Linked DNA regions of Muntiacus reevesi: region 2 is linked to region 1. The links are chromatin contacts, called in public Hi-C maps. All regions are on one chromosome and are shown on one strand. Each heading gives the region's core, a stretch centred on a gene start, on an enhancer-like site or on the middle of the called end of the contact. The rest is flanking DNA. Distances are from core to core; before and after follow the strand shown. Region 1 holds the start of LOC136151666 (large ribosomal subunit protein eL31-like). Region 2 holds the start of LOC136151657 (small ribosomal subunit protein eS27-like).

What was found. A called contact is a pair of places that touch in the nucleus more often than the background predicts.
Region 2: a Hi-C map of muscle shows a contact between it and region 1, with 14 times the contacts expected there. The contact joins the promoter of LOC136151657 here to the promoter of LOC136151666 in region 1. A contact is called at or near these places in 2 of 3 Hi-C or Micro-C datasets (blood and muscle).

The regions. Positions count from the first base shown.
Region 1 is chr20:47,951,845-47,955,513 of mMunRee1.1, forward strand. LOC136151666 (large ribosomal subunit protein eL31-like) reads left to right here and starts at 1,788. Exons shown (of 1, transcript XM_065912974.1): 1 at 1,788-2,371. The coding sequence starts at 1,816. The coding sequence ends at 2,190.
Region 2 is chr20:48,676,140-48,679,808 of mMunRee1.1, forward strand. LOC136151657 (small ribosomal subunit protein eS27-like) reads right to left here and starts at 1,610. Exons shown (of 1, transcript XM_065912959.1): 1 at 1,287-1,610. The coding sequence starts at 1,518. The coding sequence ends at 1,360.

The sequences.
Region 1 (3,669 bases), core at 538-3,037:
CAGTTCAGACCATTGCAGTGGGTTTCATAGAGTCAAACACAGAACAAACACCGAGTAATTCAAAGCTGTAAAGTGTCCTTCGGGGGTTTAGTTGCTAAGTCGTATCTGACTCTTCTGACCCCAAGGGTTGTAGCCCCCCAGGCTCCTCTGTCCATGGGATTTGCCAGGCAAGAATACGGGAGTGGGTTGCCATTTCCTTCTCCAGGGGATCTTCCCAACTCAGGAATCGAACCAGGGTCTCCTGCACTACAGGCAGATTATTCACCAACTGAGTTGCCAAGGTGCCCTTTGGGTTTGGCGAAGCAGAGGTCATGGCTGACCTGAGTGCTGCTTGCTGAAGCCGGATGGCCGTGGGTTATGAAGGTCTTAAGCGGAAACAAATAGTTTTGGGGAAGCGTGGATGAATGCATATCCTTAGAGAGTTTGGAAGAGGGGGTAATTTTTCTTTTCGGCCACACCACGAGCCGTGTGGGATCTTAGTTCCTCGACCAAGGACTGAACCTGCGAGCCTGGCAGTGGACGTGGAGTCCTCACCACTGGACCACCAGGGAAGTCCCTGGAGGAGGAGCTGCTGATGCCTCTGCCCGCTTCTCTCATTTGGAAAGCAAAGTATAAGGATTTGACACCAAATAAATGAGGTATTATGACCATTATGGTCTCTAGAGTAGAATAATTTCATTTATTGAGCACTTTTTCTGTGCTAGAAAAATTCACTTTAATCCTTCCATTCAATCCTTCCTAAATCTCTGGAGATCTTAATATTCATAATACTTCATTTATTTACTGCAAACTTTTGCTTTCCCTTCACCTTCCTTGATTCAAGTCATTCATTGGCTGTGATCAAGGAGTTTCTTAACCAATAAATGTAATTTTAAGATGAATAGAAACTTTCCTGGAAAATTAGCTATTATTTCTGAAGTTTAGAATAATGCCAGGCATAATTAGGTTATTTGTGCTGAGTACTCATCTAGGTTCTTTGAAGGTACTGATTAACTCATTTAATCCTTATGCTAACAATCCTACTGCTGCTCCTGGCTTATATTGGGGGAAATAGAGGCCCAGAGAGACAAGAAACTTTCCCAAGGTAACACAGCTAGCAAACAGAGCTAGAGCCCAAACCCAGACTTTTAATGCCTTTAAGTGGCCGGAAAGAGGCTATTGAAGATGTGGGTACCCATTTGTGATGGTTAGTTTTATGTGTCAACTTGGCTGGGCTATGATATCCAATTGATTGGTCAGACATCAGTTGAGGTGTTGTGTAAAAAGGTTTTCTTTTAAAGATGTGATTTACATTTAAATCAGTAGATTTTGAATAAAGCAGGCAGCAGACAAATTCTGCCTGTGTTTCCAGCCTGCGGACTCAAGACTGCTGCATTCCCAGCCTGCCCCGCGATTTTCAGATCTGCCAGTTCCAAAACCCTGTGGGAGTCAATTCCTTAAAATAATTGCCTTTCTCTCTCATTCTGCATCTTCCCTAGTGGTCTATTCCTCTGTTCTCTAGCCTGAACACCTTCACTCAAACACACGTGATAAATCTCGCCCAAGGTCTGCAATATGGCCGTGGGAGTGAAGGGCCAGCTCAGAGGAACAGCTTGACAGGGGGAGTTAGGGAAGGACTCCGTGGGGAAGGGCTCCCCTTGGCTCCCTTGGACCCAGACAGCCTGGCTCCTGCCCAGCGGAAGAAGAGGTGTTGGGGAGAATGGGAGGGCAGCTCTGATCGGAGCACTGGTGGTTGGGGGTGGTGGTGAGGGGAGGGAAATGTGTGCAGTTCGAGGGCAGTAAAGAAAACCTCCTTTCCAACCACGGCCCTGCAGGATGGCTTCCGCAAAGAAGGGCGGCAAGAAGAAGGGCCGGTCCGCCACCAACGAGGTGGTGACAGGAGAATACACCATCAACATTCACACGCGCTTCCATGGAGTGGGTCTCAAGAAGCGTGCCCCTAGGGCACTCAAAGAAATCCGGAAGTTTGCCATGAAGGAGATGGGAACTCCGGACGTGCGCATCGACACCAGGCTCAAGAAAGCCGTCTGGGCAAAAGGAGTCAGGAATGTCCCACACCGGATCCGTGTGCGGCTGTCCAGAAAATGTAATGAAGACGAAGACTCTCCAAACAAGCTCTACACTTTGGCTACCTACGTGCCCGTCACCACCTTCAAAAATCTACAGACAGTCATTGTGGATGAGAACTAATTGCTGATGGTCCAATAAAGTTAATGAACTGCCAAAAAAAAAAAGAAAACCTGACCTCAGCAACCCGGGAAGTCCTCCAGGGGCTTGGGAACCAGTCGTTTAACACCTTCATTACTTTCATCTTTCTTTCTTTCTCCCGCATGATTTTTATCAGCTTTGTTGAGACATATTCCCTAAACAATAAAATCCCCCAGTTTTACGTATAAAGTGTGATGAGCTGTGACATGTGGTTGCCACCTCCACAGCCACGACACTGAGCGTTTCCAGCTCTCCCCAAACCTCCCTCGGGTCCCCTGGCTGTTGGTCCCAGCCTTCCCTGACCCCTGGCTAGCACTCTGGTTTCTGCCACTGTGGTTTCGCTTTGTAGAGAATTTCAAATACTGTCCACTTGAGTCAGCTAATTCCAGGTCCCTCTCACATACCTATAGCTGAGAGAGGCCTCCTCTTGAGGTGCTTGTGGAAAGTTTGCATTCCTCCTGATTCGTAATCAGGGAATCTGCTCTCATCTCGAGATGACTTGGGGTACAAGGAGCTTTTCTCGAGTTGCTGTGCTGAACTTGGTGTTCCTCTAGACTTGGGACGGTGTTCTCGGGGAATCTCTGGAGTTGCCTAAAGGAAGTCAAGCCACTTGTCTTATTTGATGGGGAATGTGTTATTGCTCTGGAGCCAATGCAGGGGAATAGGGCCTCATCTCGAGTTGATTTGGGGTACACGCAGCTCTTTCGTGTTGCTGCGGGGACCTCAGTGTCCCTCTAGACTTGTGACAGTGTTCTTGGGAACTGTTCTCTTGCATCGAAGCTGCTTTCACTTTGCATTATGCATTTGAGCTTCATCCATGTGGTGACTTGCATCAGTAATTCATTCAGCTTGCTGAAGCTGAATGAATATCCAGACGATGAATATCCATTACTGTACGGATGGACTGTGCGCCTTTGACCAGTTGCACATTTGAATTGTTTCCAGTTCTTGTCTATTATGAGTAAAGTTGCTGTGAGCAGTCAAGTACAGGCCTTTGTGTGGACATGTGTTTTCACTTCTTTGGGTAAATACCCTAGCAGTGGGATTGGTGGATCGTGTGGTAAGCATACACTTTACTTTGTAAAAAAAAAACAAACAAAACAAAACTGCCAAACTATGTTCCTAGAGTGGCTGTATATGATTTTAGCTTACAATAAGAGGAGAAAGGAGAAGAAATATACCTTGAAATGTTTAGCCAAAAAAAAAAAAAAAAAAAATCAACCCCTCAAAAAAAGGCTTACAAGGGGGAAAAGCAGTTTGGAATTAATAGTGGGTTGCATGTCTATATGCTATTCCTTTCCAGGGACCACAAAATCAAGAGCGGCCGGTATCCTGACTTCTGCACATTAACATAAAATGAGATGGGCATGACTATTCTCAGACCTCAAAATCAAGCACACTAGTGTGTGTGCACTCAGCCGTGTCTGACTCTTTGCAGCCCCATGGACTGTAGCCCACCAG
Region 2 (3,669 bases), core at 360-2,859, 720 kb after region 1:
GATCAAACTCGGGTCTCCTGCATCTCCTGCGTTGCAGGCAGACTCTTTACCACCGAGCCTTCAGGGAAGACTTAATTTGTTATGTGGGAAGAGGTAATTCATACAGTTCTCTAGCTGGTGTTCCCCGTCAGAGAGGTTGTGTGAATACAACCAAGGGTACCTTAGTATTACTGATACACCCAGGCTGGGGCAGCTTGCGGGAAGGATGACCTCCCTGCAAACGCAGTGACGGATTTTGGAACACAGCAGCTGGGGACCTCCAATGATTGTACTCCCTGCAGTCAGAAGTCTGAGAGGCACATTCGCCTGTTGCTGCAGACACACCAGATCGGAGATCACATTCCTCATCCTCTCTTGAAGCTTTGAAGGCCTTGTGTTGGGCTCTGGTCAGTATGGCATTTATGTAAGCTGTATATACAGCTTTTAGGAAGAGTCCTTAAGAGAGGGCTTATTCCTTCCCTGCCCTTTCACCTCTTTTGTTAGCTGGAATGTGATGAGATGACTGGATCTGGGCAGCCATTTTGGTCCACGAGACAGAAACCATCTGGGGAGGGTGATAAAGTCACAGAATAAGACAAACTCAAGCCCTGCTGATCACAGACTGTTTGGGTTGAGAATTGGATTTCTAACTTGTGTAAATCACTACTTGATTTTCTGTTCCTTGAAATGGAACTTAATCCTCATACATTTCATAGGTTCTTTTCAATTAGGATAGTGAAGTCTGAAGGTTAAAGAGGTAAATGTTTCCCAGAGGCTCAACTGTGGCACAAAGAAAGGTGTAATTACCCAAGACTACTGCTGGGAGGTGGTCTTTCTTCCATCTGTTGAGGGAGGGGACAGGTCTCCCCTTCCTATTGCTGGGAAGTCATCTCTCTAGGTTCTCAAGGACAGGAGAAGGAAGCCACAGATACCCATCCTGGAGAAGTCTTTGAAAACAGCATGTGAGAAAGCAGCTGCCCTCAACCCCCGCTGTGTGCCCGGCTAACAAGAGTGGCCCCAGAGGCTGGCAGAGTTTGCCCCATGACGGGACCAAAAGGAAACCAGCTTGATTTTAATCATCTGTCAGAAATGTTGAAAATGAACTTTCTCTCAGCTAATTCTTTCTGAAGCTTTCAAAGCCTGAGAACATAATAAAAGCTACGCTTTGTCGTGTTTTTCATCCATTTTTCTGGCCATGGCACAGGGAGGTAGCTTCTGGAAGTATACGACTGTCCTCTCTGATGACTTTCAAAACATGGATTTGCTCATCCAAACTTTTTTGCTCTATCATCCATAGCATCTTTTTTCTTTTTTTTTTTTTTTGGTATCCAAAACTTGTTTATTGGGATGGTCTCCTGTTCATCTTGATACAGGGTGTTTTTAGTGCTGCTTCCGTCTGAAAGAGCATCCTTCTGTAAGCCTTGCTTTTCCTCCTGTAGGTTGGCAGAGGACAGTAGAGCAGCCAACACACAAAACTACTGTTTGTTCATGGCTAAAGATGGTAGTGATTTTACAGCATCCTGGGCATTTTACATCCATGAAATAGGAATTGGGGCTCTGCACCAGGCGCTTCTTCTTGTGTTTCCTCTTCTCCTCTTCTGGAGAGGGATGAAGAAGATCCTTTGCGAGTTGTCCTGGGAAGTGTGGAGGGCAAATGAGGGCCTTCTGTGATCCCAAATCAGCGTGAGAGGAGCGTGCAGACAGAAGAATGAGATCTCCACGGAAACCTAGCTGGAGGAACCCATCCATAGCATCTTTAACCTTTACGTGCATTTTTGATATGTGACTTCTCAGACTTAGCAACTCCTGTGCTTACTAAGTGTTCCATAGGTCAGGGCGCAGGGCAGACGAGTGGTAAGTACAGTCTTTCAATCTCTGAGACTGTTTCCTCGTTTGCAACATGGGGTTAACAACAGTCTCTAGCTTGCGGGATTGCTGTGAAGCTTAAGCTTATTAGTGCATGAAAAGTCTCAGAGGCTCAGTAGAGTCCTGGGCAAGTGACAAGGACATCGTCTCCACTAGTTACTGTTACTATGACTACCCCGCCGCCTGTCCTGTGCTGTCCAGGGCGGCAGTCACTGGCCACCTGTAGCCGCCAGGCACCGAGTGAGTTGACAGTAATCCAGAGCGAGGTGCGCTGCCAGTGAAGGGTGCAGACTAGACCGTGAAGTCTTGGTACGAAAACAAGAATGTCAGATACGGTCCTGACAATTTTTAAAAACTATTGATTGCATGTTGAAACGATGACATTTTGGCCACACTGTGTGAAACAAAATGCATGATTGAAATTAATTTTGCCGGTTTCTTTTTCCTTTTTAATTTTGCTTGCTGTTTGCTCTCGGCCGCGGCGGGTCTTGGCTGCCGCGTGCCCTTCCTCCAGCCGCAGTGAGTGGGGCCGCGGTGCTCGGCTTCTCCCGCCGCACACGCGGGCTCTCGCGCACGTGGGCTCAGTGGTTGCAGATCCTGGGCTCCCACAGGCTCAACAGCTGTGCTTGGGCTCGGGAGCTCCGAGATGCAGGGAATCTTCCCAGATAGGGGCTGAGCCCGGGTCTTCTGCTTTGGCAGGCGGATTCTTTACCCCCAGGGAAGCCCTCTTCTTTCTGTTTTGAAATACGGCTTACAGAAGATCTAAAATGTCACAGATGGGCTTCTGCATCCGATTTCTCCGGGATGGTGTGGGTGTTGGCCGACAGGTGGGGCGGGGTGGAAAAAGTGAGCCGGGAAATGGTGGTCCACATGGTCAGTACTGGTGGTCAAGATTCAGACAAAGGAGACAGAGATACAGTGGAGGAAGTCTAATTCCTAGGGCACCGTGGACTCTGGTACGGTTTAATTCCACGGATGACGTCTGGGGTTAAAGGGCAGTCTTCACACTGCCCTGTGAGTCTGAAGACAGGCTGAAAATCTGTGGACTCAGATAAGGGGGGATCTGGAGAAGGCACGCCACGATCTCCCGGGGGGAGACCAAGCCCCAGGGTGGAGCATGTACTTGACAGGAAACCACACAGCGGGCAGTTATCAAGGACCTCAACCGAGGGGGTGGTAGTGGAGGGGTAGGAAGCCCAGCCTGGGGTCTCTGCTGCTACGGATACAATTCAACCCCACAGGTGATGGTCACCGTTCACTCAGGGCCAGGCCCTCTGTTAGAAACCAGACTGAACATAGAGCCTGTCTGCAAGGCGGTCCCGGTGACGTGAGGGGCACAGAGACAAACAGGGGGTCGTGGCCCAGAGGGATTAGTGCCGTGATGGGCTGGGAGGGAGCTCACTGGCGGGAGAGCGAATCCACTCCCTCGGATGAGGGACAGCTCCCGGGAGGCAGCGGCATCCCAGCAGAGACCCTCTGTGGGAAGCAGCCAGGGAAGAAGGGAGAAGCCGGTTCTAGGTTGAGGGAGCATCCGCGCAAAGTCAGGAGAGCTCTGTGCTCCAGGAGGTGTGAGCCGACCCCGGGGAGCCTCACGGTACCGGCAGGGAGGGGTGCTGGCCAGCGGAGAGCGGCCGGCTAACGGAGTCTCAGCATCGCAGAGCAGGAGCCTGGGCGCAGGCGGGAGGCTTTGGAGAACTCGACACAGAGGAGGGTGTAGCCAGGTCTGTGCGTTAGGAACAGCTCTCTGATAACACTCTGGGGTTCCGGTTCTGGTTCCGGGTAAAACGGACAGAACACACATTGCTGCCGTTCTAAGCCGTTCAG